Linked DNA regions of Gossypium hirsutum: region 1 is linked to region 2. A link is a contact called in public Hi-C data. All regions are on one chromosome and are shown on one strand. The core of a region is the stretch at or near the end of the contact, and the rest is flanking DNA. Distances in the headings are between cores, read along the strand shown. Region 1 holds the start of LOC107889745. Region 2 holds the start of LOC107889821 (somatic embryogenesis receptor kinase 1).

The links. Hi-C and Micro-C count contacts between places; a contact is called where the count stands out from the background.
Region 1: a contact with region 2 is called in a Hi-C map of leaf, with 2.6 times the contacts expected there. The contact joins the promoter of LOC107889745 here to the promoter of LOC107889821 in region 2. A contact is called at or near these places in 6 of 34 Hi-C or Micro-C datasets (callus, leaf and petal).

The regions. Positions count from the first base shown.
Region 1 is chrD06:30,351,638-30,356,675 of Gossypium_hirsutum_v2.1, forward strand. LOC107889745 reads left to right here and starts at 3,126. Exons shown (of 20, transcript XM_016814338.2): 1 at 3,126-3,588; 2 at 3,830-3,874; 3 at 4,747-4,785. The coding sequence starts at 3,259.
Region 2 is chrD06:30,021,248-30,026,317 of Gossypium_hirsutum_v2.1, forward strand. It overlaps LOC107889821 (somatic embryogenesis receptor kinase 1), which reads left to right and starts at 1,472. Exons shown (of 11, transcript NM_001326767.2): 1 at 1,472-1,985; 2 at 2,868-3,000; 3 at 3,120-3,191; 4 at 4,214-4,357; 5 at 5,058-5,070. The coding sequence starts at 1,892.

The DNA.
Region 1 (5,038 bases), core at 1,876-4,375, 330 kb after region 2:
TTTTTTTCAAAAATACATTTATTATTATCTTATATTTTTTTAAACAACTTACTACTTCCCCCCACTAACACAACTACCCACTCCTATCAGATTCCCAAAGACTTCAAGATCCACTCAAACTCTACCACTTGGGTGGCTCAAGTAGAAATAGTAAAAAGAAATTCCTCATCGACACATGTGGGGTTTCAAACATAGGACCAAAGGGTAAGCTGACACCTTACCACTAAACCAGCAAGCTTATTCTGTCACAAGTTGAGTGAAGATAATATTTAAGTCAAATGAACAGAGATAGGGATATGAACAAAAATGGAAAAAAATTTCAAAAGTGATATTTGAACACATGACCTCAACACACATCCAAAGCACTTAACCACTGAACCAAATCATTTACTTCGAAAAAATTTAACAGACCAAAAATTTAACTTTTGGGGAGTTATAGAGAATACATATGAGGTGAAATTGGAGAGTTCTCAAGTAGGAAGAGAAAGTGAAAAGCAAGAAAATACTAATGCAAGAATGAGGAATAATTAGTGGACTTATTTCTTTAGAGGATTTTGTTGATCCTTTGAAAGGAGCTCAATTAACCCATTCCACATATGATAAAAAATATTTCTTATTCAACCAAAGACAAGATTCGAGGATGAATCTTTTTGAGGAAATGGGGAATGATACAAACACGAATGGGGTGAAATTTATTAAATACCATTCATTGAAGTTTCCAATTTCAAGTTTGTAAAATCAATCGACTTGAGTTGACTTTTTGGATGGGATTCAGTTATTTCTCGGTTGAGATGTCTCCATAGAATTTGAAGATCTATCTTTTAGCTTTGAAGCATACATTGAATCACTTGATTTCGAGTTCGATAACTCAAGTTGTAACCATTTTAGTGAAGACTGCATGAAACTAGAAAATACCTCACACTAGGCGGAATTGGCAACACCTCGATTAAGCCTCTCCCTGATATTGTTATCAACAAAATTTCCCCGCTATTAAGTGAACCATCTTCCTTGATAAACCATATTTATCAGATTACATAAATCCAATGTTGCTCGAAAGTCCTCTATCTATCGATCATCTCGAATACGACCTCTTTTTTTTTCCTGAAAGGAAGTATCTCATTAAAATCACCTAAAATCATCCACAATAAACTTTAATCCTGCCCTAGTTATTGAAGGAAATCCCAAGATTCAGCTGTTTTTTTTCCTTCTAATACCCATAAAAGCCTATAAATCTCCGGTTAATACTATAAGATATAATATATGGGGTTGAGAATTCTTCTCTTTTTTCAATTGACAATTCTTTTCTTATTTAATTGTTATTTTTTATTTATTTGTTTTTAACTATATCAATGTTCAACTATTTGTCTAATTTAATAAATGTAATTCATATGAGGTAGATATTTGAAAAAAAAAATTTAGATAACTATTTAATAATAAAATCACATTAGTTTGTTTAAATTTAATATATATTTATACTATTAATAAAATATCTTACTGAGTTGGTGTTACGAGTCAACCGGGCATTAACTTGATTAAAAAATTACAAAATGACCTTCCATATTTAAAGTAAGTTATATTATTCGAGTGCAGTTTAATCTTTTTAATTAAAAAAAATACATATAGTGGGATTTAAATCCATACCAATTACATTGAAAAACTTTAAATTCACCACTCAAACAAATTGAGTCATCAGCTCAGTTAGAGAAATTACAAAAATACTCTTTCATAGTTAAAATAAGTTATATTATTCAAGTGTAATTTAGTCTTTTTATTTAAAAAAAACAATAAAAGTATGAATATGATGAGATTTGAATTCGAACCAATTGCATTAGTAAAATATTTAATTTACCACTTAGCTAAAACTTTATTTTGATATTTTAATTTTAATTTTTATCATGCACACTTTATTACGTATATCAATTGTGTATCTATGTTAATGTATTTCGTTGAGTTGGTGTAACAAGTTAACTCGACACTCAAGATTGATGACAACACCATAATGAACAATTTTAATCTAATTTATTTTCATTTTAACATCGCACATATTTAATGTGTTATTATTAAGGGTAAATTACCAAAATAGTTACTTTTGTTTGCCTCATGTTACATTTTAGTTACTTTTGTTTGAAATGTTACGTTTTAGTCACTTACGTTATTGCATTGTAACATTTTAGTCACAGAGCCGTTAACGGTGTAACAGTAAGCTAACGTGACACGTTAAATCATCATTTCAAACAAAAATTTTAGGTTAAATTCTACAATTGGTTCATATATATATATTTCATTTTGAGCAATTTAATTTTTTTTATGTTCTTTTAACTTTCCTTTTTTTTTCATTCTCTTCTACTTCTCCCTCTGTTTTCCTCCCTTCCTCATTTCTTTTAACGTAGTTTTTCTATATTTTTCATTTGTTAAAACTAGTCCACAATCTCACCTCACTCGAAAAAATTAAATTGTTCAAAAAAAATAAAAGTATAGATTCTAATTTTAATAAATGAAAAACATAAAAAAATTATGTTAAAAGAATTAGGTAATGAAGGGAAATAGAGGGAAAAGCAGAAGGGAATGGAAAAAAAGTTAAAAGAATATAATAGAAAAAAATTACTCAAAACCAAAAAATATGAGATCGATTGTATAAATTAACCTAAAAATTTTGTTTGAACTGATGTTTTAACATGCCACGTCAGTTTATCGTTATACTATTACTGAAAATTAATGGTTCAGTGACTAAAATGTTATAATGCGATAACGTAAGTGACTAAAATATAATATTTTAAAACTAAAATGTAACATAAAATAAACAAAAGTGACTATTATAATAGTTTACCTTATTATTAATTAGTTTCAACTCATATATTTTATTATTATATACTAATTTTAAATATTTATTTATATTCTAAATTTGTACTTTCTATATGTATATGGTGTGCTTTAGGAATAAAGTACACTAATTAGATCCTACCCGATGTTAAGATATGGAAAAAATTAAATTTTTTATTTTCTGGCAGGAGGCAGGTACGCATCCCTTGGAAATGGATAAAATATTAAAGGACGAAAAAAAAGGACGGTGCCTGTACGCTTGCTCCTCTTTCCTTTTTCACATAATTTTCTAACCTCAGCATTTATTATTCTGTCACATTTTCTTTTTCCTATTTTGTCCATCGCATACCATTTCTATTTCTCTAACTCTTTCATATTTTCATGAAAAAGAACCGAAAAAAAGTTTAAACAGAAACAGTTACACCGAAAAAGGAGTAAATGGCTCCACTACTTCTTCCTTCCTCTCCAATCCACTCCTTTCCCGCCACTCCAAAACTTAGCTTCCGTTCAAAACCACGCCCCATCATACGCGCCGCTGCGGGACTTGAAGTTGATTCTTTCACGAAGAAGTCAGGTTACCTTTTCCAGCTCAGTGCCTTTGAGGCTGAGTCCTTACTCGATTACAGCCCTTCACGAATCGCCGCTATTTATAGAAGAAAACCCCTGATTTTGTTGCGTCGGCTTATTCAAGTCGGTACTACTTTTGGAAAATGGTTCGGAGTTCGATATATTGATAATCTTATGGAACGATCCGATCAAATGTTCAAGGTTTAACTTTAATTACTCCTTACGTTTAAAGTAGACTCACTTTCTGAGAAAATTGATGCTGACGTCGAATTTGTTTGACTCCGTTTTCTAAATTTTTACGCCATTAGAATTATGTGTTGTTACTCCCAAAAGTTAAAAATTCAATTTTTTATTATTCCAAAATTTTAATTTCAGCCGAAGGAAGCCTTACATATTTTGAAGTTTTCTTGAAATTTTGATTTTTACTGTTTCTGATTTGCAGGTTAGAGCTGCCGAGCTTCGAAAAATTCTGGTGGAACTTGGGCCGGTATATTATTTCAGTATTGTGCATAAGATTCAGTTATAAAGCGTTTGTCTTGCATGTTAAGCTCGGGGAGATTTAAATTTCTGTTAGTTCATCTATTAACTGATTCCCTTTATAATCAAACCGACCATCATTTGGCTGATATCTTTACATTTTCACCTGTCCCCTATTTAAATTTTACTGTTAAGTTATGATTTTTTTCTACTGAACATTGCGCTTTTTTGTAGCTTTGTTTTTCTCAAAATTCCAGTTCATCGGTACTTAAAAAAGTTAAATGGTACAGAAAATTCAGTCAATGTTTAAAATATTTGTGGAAAATAGTGGAAAAAGGTTCACAATGTTTTAGAGAATGCAAAGTGCAGCTGAACAAATGATTCGATCATCATAGAGATAAAGGGAAAAAGGGAGCAGGGGCAGCAGGAAGTAAAAGCTTGTTCACTTTAAATGTCACCTGAAAATTCTAGAAAATCATGATATAGATATTAATGTGATGTTTACTTTATCATTCATGTTTTAGCCACTAGAGCGGTTTATGCTGTCATTTCATTTTTCTGCAGATCAGCTATACTTCCCATTTTTCCATTAAGATGCACTGTTACTCAAATTCAAATTCTTTCTGGGTCTGTCTTAAATGTATCTTTGAAAAGTTGTCTGAAAAAAATTGTTAAAGAGAATTTCTTCTATGGAGTTTTCTGCCATATAGACTTTTCTTTTGGCCATAAGCTATACTGTCTCTTAATGTTTAGCCTCTTTTTACTAACACACAAACAATTATATACTATTGTGCTTGGATTTAGATTGCTAATAACTTGGAATCACCTTTGATTTGATTTCATTTTTAAAGAAATTTAGTTTTCTTTCTTTCTTCTTTGTAGGCATACATTAAAATTGCTCAAGCTGTTTCATCACGACCTGTAAGTTCTCGTAGCATCTAGGATAAGTTTCATGTGCTTCACAAATTTACGTGCTTTCTAATTTTCCTTTAAACTTGTGATGCATGTTGGGTCCTCTGTCTGCTTTGGTTTGTTAAACTTGGTTTTTGCAATGGGTCTTCTTGTTATATGCACTCAAATTATAGGAAAGGGCTTTTCTACTATAATGAAAAGCTGCATTTTTTTATTATTGATAAACTCATCCTTTTGGCTTTTGAAGTTCATATGAATATTA
Region 2 (5,070 bases), core at 222-2,721:
TGGAGGCTCTTTCTCTGTTTTTAGACTTTGAACATTTAGACTTTGTTTTTACTTATGATTGACCAATAAAGTTGCCGACTTGCTATGCTGCATGGTTTTAAATGACGCTAATGAGGTTTGATTTTGTGTGGATTACTCCACGAACTTCATGACTTTGTTATGGTAGACGTTATTTGATTGAGTTGAATGGAATCGCTCATTTGGGTTTTTTAAAAAAAAAACAATGCATTATATTTAATATATAATATAATTATAATTATTTTTTATTATTTTAATTAAAAATATTGAATATAAAGATTGAAGATAACAACAATAACTAATAAATGATAAAATTATCCTTTTATTTAATAAATAAGTGAATTTTTTAAATGAAACTTCAGGGTTTAAATACATTTTTCTTAATATTTTGAAGTTTAAAATTACTCCAAAACAACTACAAATAGCATTGTAAGGCATAATTGAACTAATATAAGAAGCGACTCATATATGGTGAGTCTTAAGTCTAAAAAAATTTAGAGACAAACATCACATGTTTTATGTAAAAGTTTTATGTAAAAGTGAGTTGAACTTAAGATATGTCGTAAGACTTTAGTCTTTATCAACTATACCAAAATCTCATTTATAATTCAACAAATATTTTAAAAAAATTCATTTATTTAATAAATATCAAATTTAAAGTATTAATGTTAAAGTTTCTCAAATTTATTACATGGAATCAATATTTAAATATGATGTAATTTATTAGATAGAACTAATTTGGAATGGATAGATTTAAGATATAATAAAAAAATAGATAAATATTAAAATTATACATGAATTTTAATTTAATGTGTAATGTTATAAATGAACTTTGATTTTGTGCAATTTTATACATGAAAATTTGATTTGATTCAATTTTCTCAAATTACTAACATCATCGAATTAGCACAATTTTACATTGATGTATTGTATACACAATTAGTTATATTAATCTGATATGAAAATAAATATATATTAATTAAAATGAGTAAAATTAAATCAAAAATAAAGTTTAATATACAAATAATTCAAATTACATGTGTATAATCGTAACAAATCAAAATTCATATATCAAATTATAAATTTAAGATTTACCCTTAAAAGAATTAAAATAAGTAAAAGAAAGCCGTATACTAACTTTAAATTTAGAAGTGTATAAACGGAACTCTCATCATATTACTTTCAATAATTATAGCACAAAAGATTTTCAATTAAAAGAGATGCGCAGTGGGGGATCCACGGTCCAACATTTTGACCGAAAACGGAAATGAAATCCCAAAGGTACCCTCAAAGCCTTATTTATGTCACTTTCCATTATATAGCGCGAACCCGTTTTGACTGCGTTCGGGCAACGGTCAGCACGTTCGGTCACCTCTTTTACTGCACGCTTCGCTCTCATTTCTCTAAGGAAAAAAAAAAGATAAAATAAAAATTATTTTTCCCTTTCTCTCTCAAAATCACTCCATCACTTGACTTACAAAGAGAAAGTTTTGAGAAACGCAAAAAGGAAAGTTCATTTCTTTTTTATTTTGTTTTTTAAAACTTGCTAAAAGAAAGGGTTTAAAAAAAGAGTAATTTTTGGCTTGGTTTTTTTCTGTTCTTTTTCTTTGTATATATGTTTTTGTTGGCTGCCTTTTTTGGGCGTGCTTTTGAATGGAGGGGAGTGGGATCAAAGGGAAGGATTTGATTGAGGAGATTTTTGGGCGGTAATGGTGGGATTTGAGAGCTAGGGTTTTTGGTTTTTTGGTTTTTTGCTGTAATGTTGTGCTGTTGGGGTTTCTGTATTGTTTGGATCTAAGGATATTTAGATTGAGAGCTTAAAAAAATTTAAATTAAAAAGTTGCAGCTTTTAGTTTCCCCTTTCTTTTGTCAAATGGAAGGAAGCAAAAAGGTTAAATCTTTGGTTTTGGTTTGTTTGATCTCGGTGCTACTGCATCCATTCTGGCTTATTTCTGCTAATGTGGAAGGTGAACATGTCTTACTTTTTTTTTCTCTACCGGCAACTCCTTTTTGTTATTTGCATTCAATTATTTTTGGAGTTTGATCCCTGATATTTGTAACTTCGCTGAATGGGGCTTTTGATATTTCTTCTTATAATTTGGTTTTGAGTTTGAAAATGTGTGTGCTTTATACTTGTTTTCCTGATGGTTGGAAGTTTCATTTTTTGTGTGTTCTGCTTTTGGGAGATTACTTTAGAAGTGTTTAATTTGATTGTACGGATTCTGATCCTTGTTGTCAATCAAATGTTAGTATTATGCAATATGGTTGTACAATTTGTGACTTTTGTTATATTGGGTATCTTAGAACATGTCTCAGAAAAATGCTTTTTCTAGAATGGCTTTGTAATAATTTCAGATTGTGACATTTTATTGTTCACAGTAGTTGCGTACTTTAGACATTAAATGTTGGTGATACTGTAGAAGTCATGGCTTCATCGCACAATTGAAATTGTTTTTCACATCCCTTGCTGGTTTGATAGCAGATCTATTATGCTCATGAGGTCATTAAACTCGCGCTGTTTAATATTAAAGAATTTTGTATTGCTTCTTTTTTGTTGGTTAACTACTGGTTCAATGTATGTTATATTTACATTTGACTTCCAGAACTGCAAAATTTAGAAGATTTTGTTGCTGTAACTGTTGAAGTATGATAGTACTGTTTCAAACTGTTTAAGCTTCTTCAAGTAACTGCTTTCTGCTTGTTGATAGACGTTCTAATGCTTTGTGAGTGTTGATGAATATGCTTTCTAGATATAGTTCGGTAGCAGGTTGGCTGTGCTATATATTTTTAACATTTGCATTGTTTTTTAGTGCTATTCTCTTACAATCTTTACTTGCTTCTTGAAACAGGTGATGCATTGCACAGCCTAAGGACCAACTTGAATGATCCTAACAATGTACTGCAGAGTTGGGATCCTACCCTTGTTAACCCCTGCACATGGTTTCACGTTACATGTAACAATGATAATAGTGTTATTAGAGTGTAAGGTTTTTTGCTCTTTGATGTTTTCTGAGTACATGGTTGCAACTTAAGAAAATTGTGCTTTACTGAATTCGCGAAGGGTTACTTGTGTAATGTCTACCCCTGCATCAATTTTTCAGTGATCTTGGAAATGCAGCTTTATCTGGTCAGCTTGTACCGCAGCTTGGCTTGCTTAAGAATTTGCAGTACTTGTAAGTCATGCTTCACCTTAATAATTCTAGCTGATTGATGTGATTGTGTCCGAGTAAAATAGGCCATTGCGGACATTCTTTATATTTGTAACAGGAGGAAATATTTCACGACAATTATTTTTGCATTAACTAAGCTTCTTTAGCCGCATGGCCAGTGGGAAGTAGTTGAGGGTCCCACGTACTTCATTATTTTTTATCAAACTTTTACATATTCAATTCATAGTTCTGAGAAAAGGCTAACCTGTAATTCTTCTCTTCATGGTTCAGTGGCAGTCTTTGCCAGTGGAATAAAGAGTATCAAATGTAAAAAAAAAAAAAAAAAATTCTGTTGGCAGTCTGGCTGCTGAAATCCATCTATGAATAACTGTAATAAGGACCTATTTCTTTCATATAGTGTTGGTCATGTTGGCCACGTCTAGATTGAGGCACCATTTTTTAATGAACTAAAATATCTCCTCTCCTGTTAGAATCTAATTGCTATGATCTTCATGTTTATGGTATGGTAAAGTTTTTTAAGATGCTTTCTTAAACAAGGGTTTACTTCTATATGGACCATCATCTAGGAATAAATATATGTTTACTAGGATCAGAAAACACATGTTACTAACTGCAACTATCCCTTCTCTAAATGTGTGGTCCATGTTACAAGATCCTAGAGATGAAGATGCATGAAGGAATTAATAAGCATTATGGAGCTGCCATACATTCATTCTTTCATAACTAGTCCTTGAGCTGGTCTTTCAGGACTTTGTGGGAGGATGGATGGTACTATATATTCTATTGTATTTCTTCCTTTTACTTATGGTTTGTTTCCCTTGAACATGACAAGAGGACATCTTTTTCCCATTATATGATGGCTTACGGGACAGTTCTTTTAGACATTGCGAACAATATAATAACCCAAAACTTTTTTTTTGAAGGTATTATAACCCAAAACTTAGTATTCAGTTGTTAGTGCACAGTTTGCTTGCCTTAGTATTTCATTACTATTATGCCTTTTGAGACCTATCTTTTTATGCCAGGGAACTTTACAGTAATAACATAAGTGGACCAATTCCTAGTGATCTTGGGAATCTGACTAGCTTGGTGAGCTTGGATCTCTATTTGAATAGTTTCAGTGGTCCTATTCCTGAATCTTTGGGGAGGCTGTCGAAATTGCGATTCCTGTGAGTATATTTGTTTTGAAGCTATCCCTGCCCCCCTCTTTATTTTTGTTTATTACATGTTGAGTTGCATGTAATGCTGAGATCTAAGTCATTACTTTTGGAATCATGTTATTGGTAAAACAGAAGTATACTTGATTTGAAGTTAACAAAGAAACAGAAATAAGTTATTTATTAACCAGTATTTGTTTTATTAAGATAAAATCAAGTATAAGACATTTCCCCACCCCCACCCCCACCCCACCTCATTCCACCCACAGATACACAAGCTTTCAACGTCATCTTCAGTATCAGAAAGAATACTTTCACTAAGTATACACCATTAGCATATGCAAGTTCACAGCATTGAATTTCTTCATCAACTACAACTGTCTGGTAAAATTTTTTATGCAAGTTGTTTGGTTGATTTTTTGTTTACTAAAAAACTCCAGGAATGATTGAAACTTTGACATTTAAAAGCTAAATAAAATTTAAATGGTTTACTCCCACCAGTAAACATGAGTAAGCTGGTTCTGCATTGGTAGATGTCATTCACTCACTCACATCAACCAGGAGGATATTGATTGGGCATGAACCTTAAGACAAAGAGCTTTTCTAAGTCTGATTGTTTATGGCTGTTGTAGGTTAAAGTTTGCTTGATATAAAATCTCTTGATTCATTTAGATCTTGAACTTCTAATGTTTTGAAACTTGTGCGAGGATAGCCGGCTCAACAAC